2 separate regions of the Zea mays genome follow, and region 2 is linked to region 1. Evidence: chromatin contacts called from public Hi-C data. All regions are on one chromosome and are shown on one strand. The core of a region is the stretch at or near the end of the contact, and the rest is flanking DNA. Distances in the headings are between cores, read along the strand shown.

Region 1 (6,797 bases), core at 1,819-4,318:
CGCCACATTTCACCAACCGCGAGTGGTGGGCGTCGTACTCGTACCCGGGCCGGGCCGGGCGTGATTGCACCATCCCACGCACGTTGCCCGCCCCAGAGGGAGTAGAGAGCACGAGCAACGGAACCGTACCGGACTGTGGGTAGAGATGGCAATGGGGACCCGATTCCCGATTCCCCGTGGGGAATTCCTCTATTAGGGGACGGGGATGGGGAAATTTCTTCCCCCACGGGGATGTAAACGGGGAAAATTTCTCCCCCGACGGGTAAACGGGGATGGGGATGGGGAAGCATTCCCCATCCCCGTTCCCCGCGGGGACCCGTTAAACTTACATGTGACGACGTTTTCATATAATAGTTAATGATAAAAATAAATAATTATCTTGCCAAGAGATCACTAGTTATATAAATGCGTTCATTTTAATGTACACATAATGATTTTTGCATCTAACAATGTGTATAAGCGAAAATGTTTTACATTAATAACAAATGAAGTACGATCTAATTATAATTTAAGCGGACGCGGAACCAAAACCCGACGGGGAATTCCCCGTTGCCATCCCTAACTGTGGGCCAGATTGGGAAACAGTAGGCGCGCCATCGCGTGGACGCGGAACCTAATTCGGGAAGGCGATGATTAGACCAGGGCGCGCGGCCCCCGCCCCCACGCTGCCGGCCGTGCGGACCAGATCTACCCCCCATAGATTTTTCTTTTCTTTTCTTTTCGCTGCGCTGCTCATGGTGACGACTGGCGATGGACATTAGTAGGCAGGCACTAGTGGTAGTAGGGTGTAATGGCAATATTCCCTGGGAATCATGATGCGGGCTTATTACCTTTTCTTTGATTGGGTGTGGCCGCGTGTGTACTAGGAGAGACCGACGGATGATGTGGATTCCCTGTCGTTTGTCTTGGCTTATTGTGCTGCGCCTTCGTTAAAGCTTCCTTTATATATGGAGCACCAATATAGGAGTAGTTTTTTTAAAAAAATCTGGCAGATGTACAAGCTTGATACCACTAGCAGGCCTGGGCCCGGCGGGCCTCGATCTGGTTTACAAGGCCCGGTAATTGGATATCCTGTATGTATGAAGAAGATGAGGTGCAATCCATGGTTTATGGTTAGCCTATTTACATCCTCCAAGGCTCCAAAATTCCTTTTCTCCACTGCTGCTCGATAAAGTTGTGCTGTGTGCATCTATCTACTGATATAGCGCAAATATTGGATAACCTTACCTCTGTTGTTGTTGTTGTTGTTGTTGTTGTTGTTGTTGTTGTTGTTGTTGAGGCCGTTTAGCTGTGTGCACGTGACTCTCCAAGACTCCAACACACCACGTTTCAAGTCCCCCATTGCCATGATTATATGAAAAGTATCCGTCTCCAATTTCAATAAATTTTGTACCATGAAAATGGAAGTGAAATAAGTGTGGACATAATAAAATGATAAGGGAATGCATTAACTACGGTTTGAACTTGAGATCTGATGCTGTGACAAACAGCCACGTATCCACTGGATACCAAACGGCCGCCGATATTGCGAAACTGTGCGAATTCTTGTGTAAGTATGGTCCTGTGCTTCGCTATGAACCCGGCTTCGTGTATTCGGTCGCGTTCCACACGCAGCGGCTGACTCATCCGATGCCCTGGAGTGTGGAGAGCAGAGCAGGTAACTCCCCTCAGTCAAAACAACCTAACCATATCCATATGGGGCCTATGAATTTATGCTTACCATATGTTGTACGATTTGACTCAATGGCCTTGTGCTCCACCAGCTTTGTCAGGTTTTTAATCTCCTGAAATTTAGGAAAATCGAGATTGAAGATGACAAAAAAAATGTTGAACAACGGTAAGATCATCAGATTACCAATAGTACATCACTGAAGTATCTTCACAAGCTTTGCTGGGGTGTCACCCTTTTTCTGAATTGCTTTCAGAGCTTGTCTGGGTCAGAATCTGCATTACCAACACCATTGTAAACGTATCAGACTTCCAACATCTCAAAATTTGGTTAGCTTCTAGTGAGCCGGGAACGAAAAGACTCCTCTGATCACTCTTCCATGTGAAGCCAGACATCTCATGCCACGCCTCTCTATCATCATTATTCAAGACACCGGAAATGTTACCGCATAATTTTACTTAAATAAATATTGTGTGCCTTTGGAAATAAAGGAATGGTTATTATAAGAAGACCGAAAACCCGGTCCATCTCTGTGTGGCCGGTATGCTTTTAAAAAAGAACTGCTACAAAGAATTGAGTGAGAGGAAACAATCAGGCCTGATTTGATAAACAACCCCCACACGTATTGGTGAAATGCGGCAGAGGAGAGATCAGGACACCGGGCGTGCAACCATGCAGGGAGCAAAGACGGAAGGCAGGGCGGGGCGCTGTAGCTGTAGGTCTTCTCTCCTTTTCATTTCAGTGAAGGAAACTGGAATTCTCGCACTACCGCTTATTATCTGAACTCGTACACTGGCCGACCTCACTTGGACTTGGTGCGTGTGTGGTCAGGAAGGCGACGACGACGACGATGAAGGTTTTGCTGCTCCGCACACCGCGCGCAGTGGCGACGCGACCACAGCCGGTCGCCGCCTCGGATCGAGGAGGAGGAGCCGATGGAGGTGCTTGTGGTGGCTACGGTGGCGAGGTGAGGAAGTGGATGCAGTTGGTGCTGCGCCGGAGAGCCCCATTCTCCGACGTCGACTGCGTAGCTTCGCCGTCTACAGCCGCAGGATTTTCGGCTTCGACCCCGGTCGGGCCCGCACGGCGACCACAGTGCGGTACCGGAATAGGGTTCTCGGCGGCGGGGACGGGTGGTGATGGGGAGATTTTTCATGTCCGTTCGGATTCGTCTGGGACCCTCGCGCAACGGCCGTTGTGCGAGGCCTTTTCTGGCCGTCCAGATGAGATCGAACGGTTGGGGAAAAAAGCGGAGTTTAGTTTCTTTGCGCCGCTGAGCGCTGGCAGTCGCGGCCCAAGCCTGAGGTCACAGCCCCACAGTCGCCCCTTCGGACTTCCCTTTATTCCCCTTCCTATATAATCCCATCGCCACTGCCTTCTTCTTCCGCTTCCAACTTCCGTTCCGCAAATCGAAAGCTCGGCGTTGCCCTGCCTCGAGCTCGAAGGACTTTGTCCCTTTACGTCGTTGTCCAGCTCCTCGCATATTGTGGCCTGGTGCAGATTGGAGATCCGCCCGGACTTGGATCGAGTCCTCCTGTCTTTGGTAAGGAAACCCTAGTCCGCTTCAAAGCATGCCTTTAAGCCTTTTTTATTTTTTGCTGGGATGGATCATGGATGCAGCAAATGGACCATTGAATTGGCACATCCTACGATCTGAGCCTCGACCTTGAGGCTGTGATGTTGTTTGCGAATTAGGGCTTACTGCTGAAGTGCTGAGCATGCGTACGCCATGGCGTGCATCGACCCCTAGTGCGGACTGCGGTGTCACTGTCGTTGGATGTTTCCTTGTCTTATATAGCATCCAGCAATCAGTACCGTTTCCTCATGTAAAGCCCCTCAGTTTAATACTTTGAGAGCTAATTGGGTAGCATACTGCCGTCACTGCAATGTTGTTTTGACTTTAATCCGCACAGGAACTCCTAGGCTCCGTTTATGATGTGAATCCATACTCTGCTGCTTTTATTAATGCATTGCAATTACATCATATGTATTGAAGATTATGTCTACATTAATATTATGTTGGCCCTTTTTCTTACTTCATTACATGTTCCCAGGACATTCATTGGAGTGCTCCATTCATTGAGGCAGCATGCCTAAGATAAAGACAAGCCGTGTCAAGTATCCTGAAGGATGGGAGCTTATTGAACCAACAATCCGTGAGTTGGATGCCAAAATGAGAGAAGGTAGGCACATACGCTATTAATTTGAGGCACTCGCCACTGATGTCAGTTGTTATTTATTTCCTAGCACAGGATCGTACTAACGCTATGCCCTCATGCAGCTGAAAATGATCCACATGATGGGAAGAGAAAGTGTGAAGCTCTCTGGCCTATTTTCCGCATTTCTCATCAAAGGAGCCGCTACATATACGATCTTTACTACAGAAGGAAGGAGATATCACAGGAGCTTTATGAGTTCTGCCTAGACCAGGGTTATGCAGACCGTAACCTGATTGCAAAGTGGAAAAAGGTAATCATCCTTGGTTTCATATTTGTTGTACATGGTCTATATCTCAGTTGGTTTGATTTTTTTTTCTCTCCACAGCATCCTGTTCTTTTGGGATTGAGGGTGGGTGGATGGGAGGCACGCTAATGTTCCTTATGTTCTGCTATAAGTTGGTAGATTAAGTGGATATGTGGTGTAGACATTGCATGTGCAAATTGCATTATAAATATTTTACTATTACACTTCGTCTCTGGGTTTGTGAGATTTATATAGCTACATGGTAGATTGCAGTAGCTACTGATGCAGGTATGACTTTTATGAGCACCAGAATGAGCTAACCACTAGCCGAAACCTAGAACAATTACTTCCACCCCATTTATTTTCCTCAAGTTTGGAAATTGGAGATTACGACTAATACTGCCATGCATTCTGCAGTCCAGTTTTTGCTTATTTTTGAAACATGAGATTTCCGATGTAACCAGTAACTGGATCTGGTTTATTTAATTGACTGAAAATGGATTATCAGACATCCAATATGTTCTTTTGATTCCCCTTAATTTGGATAGTGGTGTCTTAAAATGGTCGACTGAAGATAAACAATGTTTTGCTCTGTTTCCTCTATAGGTTATGCTGCTCAAGTTTGTGACTGCGCAATGCCTGCTTATTCTAGCATCCTGATTACTTACTGCTACATTTCGCCCTCTTGCAGCCAGGTTACGAGCGCCTTTGTTGCCTCCGGTGCATACAAACACGTGACCACAACTTCGCAACGACATGCGTCTGCCGCGTCCCCAAGCATCTGAGGGAGGAACAGGTGATAGAATGTGTCCACTGCGGCTGCAGGGGTTGTGCCAGCGGTGACTAATCTTGTCATCATGTTGTTGGGCTCACGGCTCATCATCGCAACGTTAACCAGATGAGGTGCCCTGCTGTGAGCATGGATCCGCTGCGGTGATTAGCATGAGTTTATTGGGTAACTAGTGGGGAGTACTAAATTTCCTCACGTTTGGACGTTTCAACTGTTATGTACTACGCTTTCTCGTGTCTCAGATGCTTGCGTTAAATTAGTGGCGCTTTTGCATTTTATATGAGTCTGTTAATTGGTTATTGTTATGGGTTCTAACAAAAAAATTTCTACGATTTACTACGTTTTTTTTTCAAAAAATCAGAAAAAAATAAACATAAAAGAAAAGAAACCACCGAGAGCACACGCATGTCCGATTTTGAAACAAAAAAAGAAGTTATCCAGTTTTATATAGAGAGAAAACTGACTGATAGTTAAGAAAGATAAAATGGACCTTTTTCTATCTCTTTCTACTTCTAGTAATTAAGGGGCAAGGGAAGACGTCCACAATCAAGGCCGTGACCCCTTTGCCCACCCCTAATCTAGGGCGTACAACCTGCGTGCACGAAGATGGAGGTGAGGGTTGTCGTGTGCGTGGGTTGTCTCTACCTCCTCGCCCACACCGATATTGTCCGGATTTGCCTTTGCCCCGAGCTAATGTGTGCGTGGGTTGTCTCTACCTCCTCGCCCACACCGATGTTGTCCGGATTTGCCATTGCCTTTGCCCCGAGCTCAGTGGGGAAGGATTTGCCATTGCCTTTGCCCCGAGCTCAGTGAGGAAGAGAGTGACGTTACAACCTTTGTGGCCTCACCTCTCGCGCGCCCTCACACCAACCCCAACCCGTGTTTGCTCCGATCCGCCATTCCTATGTCCTCGCCCTGACACGCACTCACCTTAGCCACATAGCCTTGCGTCACCATACCCTCGCCTCCCCGGATCCCACCCACACACCATCATCGTCCTGTGCGCATCACAACGCCCTCTGTTGAGCATTGCTGTCAACGGGTGAGTTCTTGAGTCATTGGTCTTCTGTTTAGCAACCAACCTATATGTCATGACATCATGGTTTTATGGGATACATGGTTTTATGGAATACGAATGGTTTCTAAATTTCCCTCAGAACTACCTCGCGCTTCCATAAGACGATTTGTGGGCAGGTCGGTTTGCGTCAGGGTTTCGTTTTGGTACGTTCTTATCAACCACATCGGTGTAGCACCAATAGTAGGGCGCTGCAGCAGAACTACTAGTCTGATGTCCTTTCCCTTGCAGCACTAGCAACCATGACCTAGGTCCTACCCCGCCCGGATCCTCAACTCTTAATTTTTTCCTCCATGTGCGCATTCAGTGGTAGTAATGCACATATATGCTCGATGAAATGTCTGAGAGGTGCTTATGTTTTATCGTTCAAGATCAAATCTTCTATTGATTTTGTTCTAGCTGTAAATATTGCTTGTTTGGTTTACAAAATCATGCACAAATGCATAACTTATGCTCATTTTATTTTAATCTACGAGATGTTTGCTCTGACATGGTTGTTTGCTTCCGCAGGAAAGCATATGCCTTGAGTGTAGCCTGATAGCAACTGAACTACAAAACCTATCTTAATGATCCGTATGTTGTAACTTTTGTTTAATATGTTCTGAAGTCAACTCATGTATGATATTTTTATGTGAGTGCTATATCGATGATCTGTATGATTTTCTTTGCGTTTAATATCAATTATAACTATGATAACAAATTTTTAGTCATTATGTACCAAAAAATACAGATCAGTCAAGTCGTTTAGTAAAGCAACATATCACACATACTTGCAAATCATTTTTACATCTTAATCAAAT
Region 2 (7,484 bases), core at 3,086-5,585, 300 kb after region 1:
TCAGAATGCCCGGAGCTAGGGTAGGGTACATGCTACCTCCAATCTCGAAATTATTCATCGTGGATTTTTCCTTTTGGAAACGACCGCAAACTCCGGATCCTAGCTCGATTAAGGAACACGACAGAGACAGGACCACATCGCAGCTTGATCTCTACGCGACCAAGAACAGTTTGTTCAGAATAAGTTCATGCATGCATGCACAACCTTACATATCACAGATGGCGAAGCCGGGCCGGGCATGTCCCGTAGCCTCCAACGCCAGTGCGCAATGTCGATCAGGGTAAGTGACTGACCCCGTTGGTCGCATCCATCGCGCGCAGAGACGCAGACACATCTCGATCGGAACCGTACCAACTTTCAGCACTGTTTCTGATGAGGACGACTGTAACATGAGTTCGACTGAAGGCCAGACTTGTAGTTTTCGTCCGAACTGGGCATGGCCCTGCTCGGCTTTGGCTGCTCGCCCTTGGCGGATTAGTCGGCTGGTCCGTGTGTCCAGCATGGCGCTGGCTGGACAGGAAGTGAGGACGACCATCACGCACGCATCAGAAGGGCACCGAGTAGACGGGACAGCACACCAGAGGTTGGATTCAGACTTCGAAGCTGTTGCTGGCGATGATCGTGATACCTACGTCGTATTGTGCCCGTAACACGCTGTTCCCCTTGGAAAAATGTATTTGCTTCTTCCATGGATCATGCATGATTGAACCGTGGCTACTCATTACTGATGAATGTTAGCACTCAAGAACTTCGCAAAATTTAAGTTTGTTCGTACGGGGTTGATGAAGAACTGCAATGCTACTACATATATACAACCGAAAGCGAGAAAGAAACATTGCTTTACAAGGCAACTGGGCATATATTTCTGATGAGAGCGCAAACGACTTCGCGAAGAAGTGCACGCTGCTGTATCGGCCACCATTCCATTCCATGTGCGCTGTCAAACCAAGGCCTGACTATAGTGGCAGCAGTCTGATGCAGTCTTGGCTCTCTCCGGCCTACTTGACCTCTGGAAGGAACAGAACAGCACGGTGTATCTGGAAGTTTCTCTCGTGCTTACAAAAAATAAAGTTTATACCGAATGATAAAACCAGCGTGATCTGGAAAGGCGAGGCCTTTCCTCCTCTCTCTCTCTCCTTCATTTATATATATACTACGTAGAGACATGCTCTTTGCTTTTTCTCTTTTAAATGTTGATAGCCTTAGGTGCTAAGAAACATATGAATGTTTGCATCAACGGCGAACTGATCATTTCGCCTCACAGATGTACTCACCGGATATGAGAATTTCTCAATGTTGGGGATTCCGGAGCCGACGACATCAGAACCTGGTGGGAACCGACCCCACCCACCGAAGGCTCTCTGAAAATGAGCGAGACTTTCGGCTAGCAAAACACTGTTACCGAAGCAAGAACGTTACTTGAAATTTGAGCCCACCGATCTCTCTTTTGTTCGAGTCCTCCTTTAGTAGGATAGAGAGCATTTCTCTGTACGTACTTGTTCTTTGTCGGCAAAAGTATAGTACTTGAGTATATTTCTATCATTAAAGACTACATTACAGGAGTATTAAAGGTATTCTCGTACAAACTCGACTTCCTTGATAGGCCTTTGTCGAGCCAAGACAACGGCCCGCTGGGCCATGTAATCAATCACCTTCCGTCTTCTTCAAATCGAAGTTATAGAGTGTAGTTTAAAATAGAAAATGAGACATAGATTCAGTCTTCTTCAAATCGAAGTTCGTAGAGTGTAGTTTAAAATAATAAATGAGATAGAAGAGTGTAGTTTAAAATAAAAAATGAGATAGAGATAAAATGGGAAAAGCTGCTGAACGTAGTTTAAGGCTGCAGCGCTCGTATATGGGTGTGCAACCACATTTTGCGCGTCGACACCAGGCGCAGCAGAGCGGCGGTCGCATACGGGTGCAGATAGAAGGTGGTCGAACGTCGCAGCCAGTTCTCTCCTCTCTGTATCCTCCGATTCCAGCCGCAGCAGATGCACTCACTTGTCCATCTATTTCACCAGACAGCGGGCATTTGGTCTGCCACTTGAATGAAAAAAAATGGAGAGCTTCTTATACATTTTATTGATCTACACAGACACAGTTACAAGAAGCAAATCGCTGCCAGTATATAAGTATGCATACTTTCCTGCTCCACTGAACAAAGCGGCGTCTCACAAATCTCGACGACAACGTGCAAAAGTGCCACCAGGAAACATCCGTGCGACGCCAAGTGGACGGGCCCCACCGACAACCGAGCGCTGCCGCCGTTCCCGGCCTCTCAACTCGCAGTCGCCGGCCGGGTTTCCAGATCGGGAAGCAGCAGCGAGCCGCGGATTTCCGTTGGCCATTGCTCCACACTACTTACCCCAAAACGAGCAATCACAGAGGAAGAGGAAATCCCGAGCGGCCGCTGAAGCACATGCCGTGAGAAGAGCCTGGACTTGCCGAGGGAGTGGAGTGGACAGCGGTCAGCAGGGCGGCGGAGTGACCATTTTCTCTTTCTTTTCGTTTGAAGTTTTTATGGGAGGGCAGGGCACCGATGATCTGTGCTGGACGCTAGCGGCGGTGGACGCACGCACGCACGCATCAGTCGAGCGGGTAGCATGTGTCCTCACCGCCCGTGTTCCACAGGAAGTGCGCGTAGGCTGCCGCGTGGTGCGCGTTGCCGGGGTCGGCGGCGATGGCCTCCTGGTACGTCTCCTCCGCGGCCGCGAGGTCGTCGCGCGCCTGCCACAGGAACGCCGCGTACCGCCCCAGCGCCTCCGCGTCCGCGGGCTCCGCGCGCACCGCCCTCTTGAAGAAGTGCTCCGCCCTGAACGCCCGGTCGGTCCGTCAGCGACTGCACGCGCGCGCGGCGCGCCATACAGCATTACTGCATTTTGTAAACCCAAAGCAGTCGGCGCCGACTCACCTGTCGAGGTCGCCCTGCACCTGGTACAGGAACTGCGCAAAGTTTGCCAGGAGCAGCGAGCTGTTGGGCTCCTCGGACAGGGCCTGTTCGTACCTCTGCGCCGTGGCCACGTGCTCCGGCGAGTAGTGGACCGTGTCTGGCTTTGGCGCCTCCACCGGCGCGACGAGCTGCTCCAGGGTTTCCGGGTCCATCAGCTCCTCTGCACGCACGCTCGCCTGCATCCTGGCGGCTTCATCGGATATCCGTTTCCAGATGGCCAGCTCGTCGTCGTGTACAGTCTGTTGCGCTTGTGCATCCTCCACGGCCATCGAGTCGGACACGGACGCCAGTGGCGTCGCCTGCGACTGCGACACGTCCTGCGGCAGCACCACCGCTCCGTTTTGCCGATGCGACGACTCGTCCGACTGGCCGTCGCCGGTGGCGCCGGCAACTGGCCGCACTTTGCCGCCCCCGTCGCCGTTTCCACCCACTGAGGCCGTGCGGCCAGTGGAGAACGTCTTGAGCGCGGGGGTGTCGAACCGCTGCTGGGAATGGGATTGCTGTTGCTCCGGTTGCTGCTGGATGTCCACCATCTCCACGGCTGCCTGGGGTGGTGGGACGAGGCTGGCAGCCGCCGCGACGCTGTCGCCCATGGAGTAGACGGTGAAGTTGGCGAGGAGCAGCATGAGGGAGACCATGAGGGCCGGGGTGCCGGAGAAGATGTGCTGGAAGAGCCAGACGAAGGAGGCGTGCATCTCGGCGTGGACGCGCGCCAGGACGCCCTGCAGGTCCTCGTAGACGACCGCCTCCCGCATCTGCAGCGTGAAGCTCTGGAGCTCCCGGATGATGAGCACCATCGAGGAGAAGGCACGGCCCACCGCGGCGCGCGCGGACTCGCCGGCGCAGTCGATCAGCCGCTCGTTCCACCGCCCCTGCTCCAGCTGCTGCTGCTGCTTCCTCCGTTTGAGCATCCGCAGAGACAGCGGCAGCCCGACGCTGCTCGCGCTCCGCTCCACGCTCGCCGGCCACCCGCAGCCGCCGGCGCCCGGGTGCTGACCCGCCGCGAGCTCCTGGATCCTCCTCAGGAACTCCTCGTCCTCCCCGCCGCCGCTCCCGACGCTGTCGATGCTCGCGCTGAGAGCGCGCCTGATCGCGTGCTGCCCGCCGCGCCGCCGGCCAAGACCGGCGTTCCAGCAAGCCAGCGACGACTGGCTCCTCGCCAGCCTGGCGCCAAGAACGGCGTGCCGCGGCGACGTGGCAATGGCCGAGGACGAAGGCGACGCCGGAGAGGAGGAGGGGGAAGAGCACGGCGGCGGGGTCACCACCGCCGCGACCTGAATGCCCATGGGTCTCGACAGGCCAATACCTGCCACCACTGCAACGATGGTTGGGAATGGCCCGCGCCTCCTGAACCGCGGGAGGCTAAATGCAAGGGAAGAGATGGAAGGGAGGGGGAGTCGGGGAGAGAGAGGAAACGAGCGGTAGCCTTATATTTCAGGATCGGGAAGGAGTCAACCTCAGCACGCAGCTCGTGAGAGTAGCTGGTACCAGTGCTAGTGCTGCAATGGCGACACCAACTTTTAGGCAAACTTTATTTTTTTAGATAATGGATACTTGTCCAGCTTCTCCTCTTTTGGAGGATTAGCCAATACACCAAAAGTTTTTACATGAAGTAGTCACACGACTAGCCACATATGGAGGGACAGACCTCCCGAAACACACCATAGAAGACCATGGTTTGATAACCAGAAAAAGACACACAATCCATAGACAAAACTACGAAGTAATTCGATTTGTAAACCTCCATCCATGCTGAGCAAAAATCTGTAGAGCCGTGCACTCTAACCGTCGACAAGCTTCCTTTATTTGGATACCCTCTTCTTGTTTATGAAGAACAGCCCACGTCCTAAACCAATGCGTCGCCCTGAAGAGTACCTGCAAGCATGTTAACATGGGTTTTTTGTCAAAAACTAAATCATTTCTACTTATCCAGATAGCCCAGCATATAGCAGCAACACCTGAAATAATCAAATGTTTAGTTTTCGAAGGCATCCCAAAAAGCCAATTCCCAAAAGCGTGTCTAACTGATCTCGGTTGATTGAAACCCAAACTCCAAAAAACTAACCTCCATATGAACTGAGCATAGTGACAAGCAAAAAACAAGTGTTGAATCGATTCATCCGAGTGACAAAAGGCACACTTTCTATCACCATGCCAATTACGCCTCAGAAGATTATCTTTTGTTAAAACCACCCCTCTAATTAAATACCACATAAATATTTTTATCTTCAAAGGTACCTTCAAAGACCAGAGAGTCTTATTATAAGTCACATGATTATTGTTAAGGAGTGCTCTATACATTGACCTGACCGAGAAAAGACCCGTCACAGATAAATCCCATTTGAACATATCATTTTCCCCACTTAGCTCAACCTGAGCTACTCTGAGAACCAACAGATGCCATAACCTCAGGTTTTCACCCACCAATGCTCTTTGAAAAGAAACATTAAGCGGAACCGTTTCGAAAACCGACGCTACAGTAGCACTCTTTTTGCGCGCTATATTATACAACGATGGATATTGGGTCATTAAAGGTTGCAACCCCAACCAGCGGTCCTCCCAAAACCTAATCTGAGTCCCGTTTTTCAAGATAAAAGAACCTAAATTTAGGAAGGTGTCTTTCACTTTCATCAAACCTGCCCAAAAATGGGAGTCACCTGGTTTTGAGGTTACTTTTGTGAGCGTGTATCTACTCAGATATTTTTTTCTAAGCAACGTTTGCCACAAACCATCCTCATTCAACAATTTAAACAACCATTTACTTAGCAGACACTTGTTCTGGACGTCTATATTCTGAATACCCAAACCCCCTACTTCTTTTGGCTGGCAAAGAATTTCCCATTTAGCAAGTCTATATTTCTTTTTGTAATCACTACCTTTTTAGGCAAACTTTATACACACCGAAAGCAGAAATGAGTGATATTTGTTGCGTCCGTAAAACAGTAGGCCACGCCAAATTTAGTACGGAGTAGTATTTTGTACTGTCAGATCGCTGCAAAAGGAAATTGTACTGGATGGAGAAAAAAACAAACGAAAATACTAAGGCTGGCTCCAGCAGGATCCTGTAAAAGCTCCTGTCCTCTAAATATAGAGGTTTGTCAGATCCTCTATCCCTCCAACAAGAGACTCTAAAAGGACCTCTAAAATTTAGAGGATGACATGCATGCGCTATGTAGAGATGATGTACGGCGGTGCTGTATACACTGTGCTGTTTTCTGTGCACGTGCTGACGAGCGGTAAAAAATAATATAGAATGTCAAATCTAGTAGCACTGTTGATATAGAGGATGAAATTTAGGGGATATTGCTGGAAATGAAGAAGATATAGAGTACAGAATCTTTTAGAGAGTGCTGTAAAGGACAGAGAATATTCTTTTAGGGGATGAAATTTAGGGAACGTTGCTGGAGACAGCCTAAATCGAAAGATAGTGCTTGGAGAAGACGTCGTAGCTTGTTTCGTCTAGCACTGAGAAGCCATGCTCGGTAGAAGGCAGAGGCCAAGCCCATTTGTGTAAAAAAAAATGGTATAATTTAGCTATCTCAGCTATGATGAAAGTCATCTCTCAACTATGAAACGAGACATAGCATTAGCGACACCTAGCATCCCTAGTTATTTCATTGGTAGTTTTATCTTTTTCATTTATATTTATTTTAGCTAAATCTTTAAAAAAACAAATAGAATCACAGAAAATCGTAAAATGAAAAAATATAATTCTATTGAACTTTATTGAGTACATGTATACCATGAGCATGTAATAGAGTATTCTTTAATATAAAGTTTGGATGCTGCCAAAAACGTTAATTAAGGATCCTAATAAAAGATATTATTATCAATGTCTCAACTACTATCGGACCTGTGCTTTTGGTGCCACGTGCCTTAAAGATCTACCTTAGCTCTGGTTAAGGTGGGGATAATCATACCGACAATTTTAATCTTAGACCCTCTTTGAACCCATCAGATTGATCTGGTTAAGGTGGGGATAATCATACCGAGAATTTTAATCTTAGGCCCTGGTTGAACCTTGAACCCATCAGATTGATCTTGATATATTGATGTGTAACCTTATAGATAGGTTGAACCCAAAAAATTGAAGTATAAAAAATGTATAGAACAAATGATGAGAATGTTAGAGGATCTCCAAGAGACACTCTATTTTTTACTCTTTATTTAACTCTTTATTTGTCTCTCCATAAATATTAAACTCTATATAATATATCATTCCAACAGACTCTCAAACATGCAAATTAGCTTAGCTAGCGAGAGTTGCTAACCAAATTAGCTAGTGACAGAGTTAATTTGGAGAGCTAGATAGTTTAGCAAGTTAAATAGCTAGTTTGTTGTAGTGCTATTATACTATTAAGTAGCTAAAATATAGCTTTATAAGCTATTTAGCTAGTCTCTTAGAGATACTTTTAGCGTGTCCTCTATATAAATCGGTTAATAGCAAATAGGGTACATCTAACCATAACTAAGTCTCTAAAATGGTGACCTTGATCGGGGGCACTCTAATTATGGTTGCATCCCTGGTCACACA

What was found. A called contact is a pair of places that touch in the nucleus more often than the background predicts.
Region 2: a Hi-C map of bundle sheath shows a contact between it and region 1, with 2.1 times the contacts expected there. The contact joins the promoter of LOC100275415 here to the promoter of LOC100282560 in region 1. A contact is called at or near these places in 5 of 25 Hi-C or Micro-C datasets (bundle sheath, ear, endosperm and 2 more).

The regions. Positions count from the first base shown.
Region 1 is chr8:173,435,239-173,442,035 of Zm-B73-REFERENCE-NAM-5.0, forward strand. It overlaps LOC100282560 (G10-like protein), which reads left to right and starts at 3,069. Exons shown (of 4, transcript NM_001155468.2): 1 at 3,069-3,212; 2 at 3,724-3,852; 3 at 3,951-4,138; 4 at 4,824-5,199. The coding sequence starts at 3,759. The coding sequence ends at 4,979. It also overlaps the pseudogene LOC100272645.
Region 2 is chr8:173,733,947-173,741,430 of Zm-B73-REFERENCE-NAM-5.0, forward strand. It overlaps LOC100275415, which reads right to left and starts at 4,336. Exons shown (of 2, transcript NM_001149492.2): 1 at 2,912-4,336; 2 at 2,049-2,812. The coding sequence starts at 4,236. The coding sequence ends at 2,587.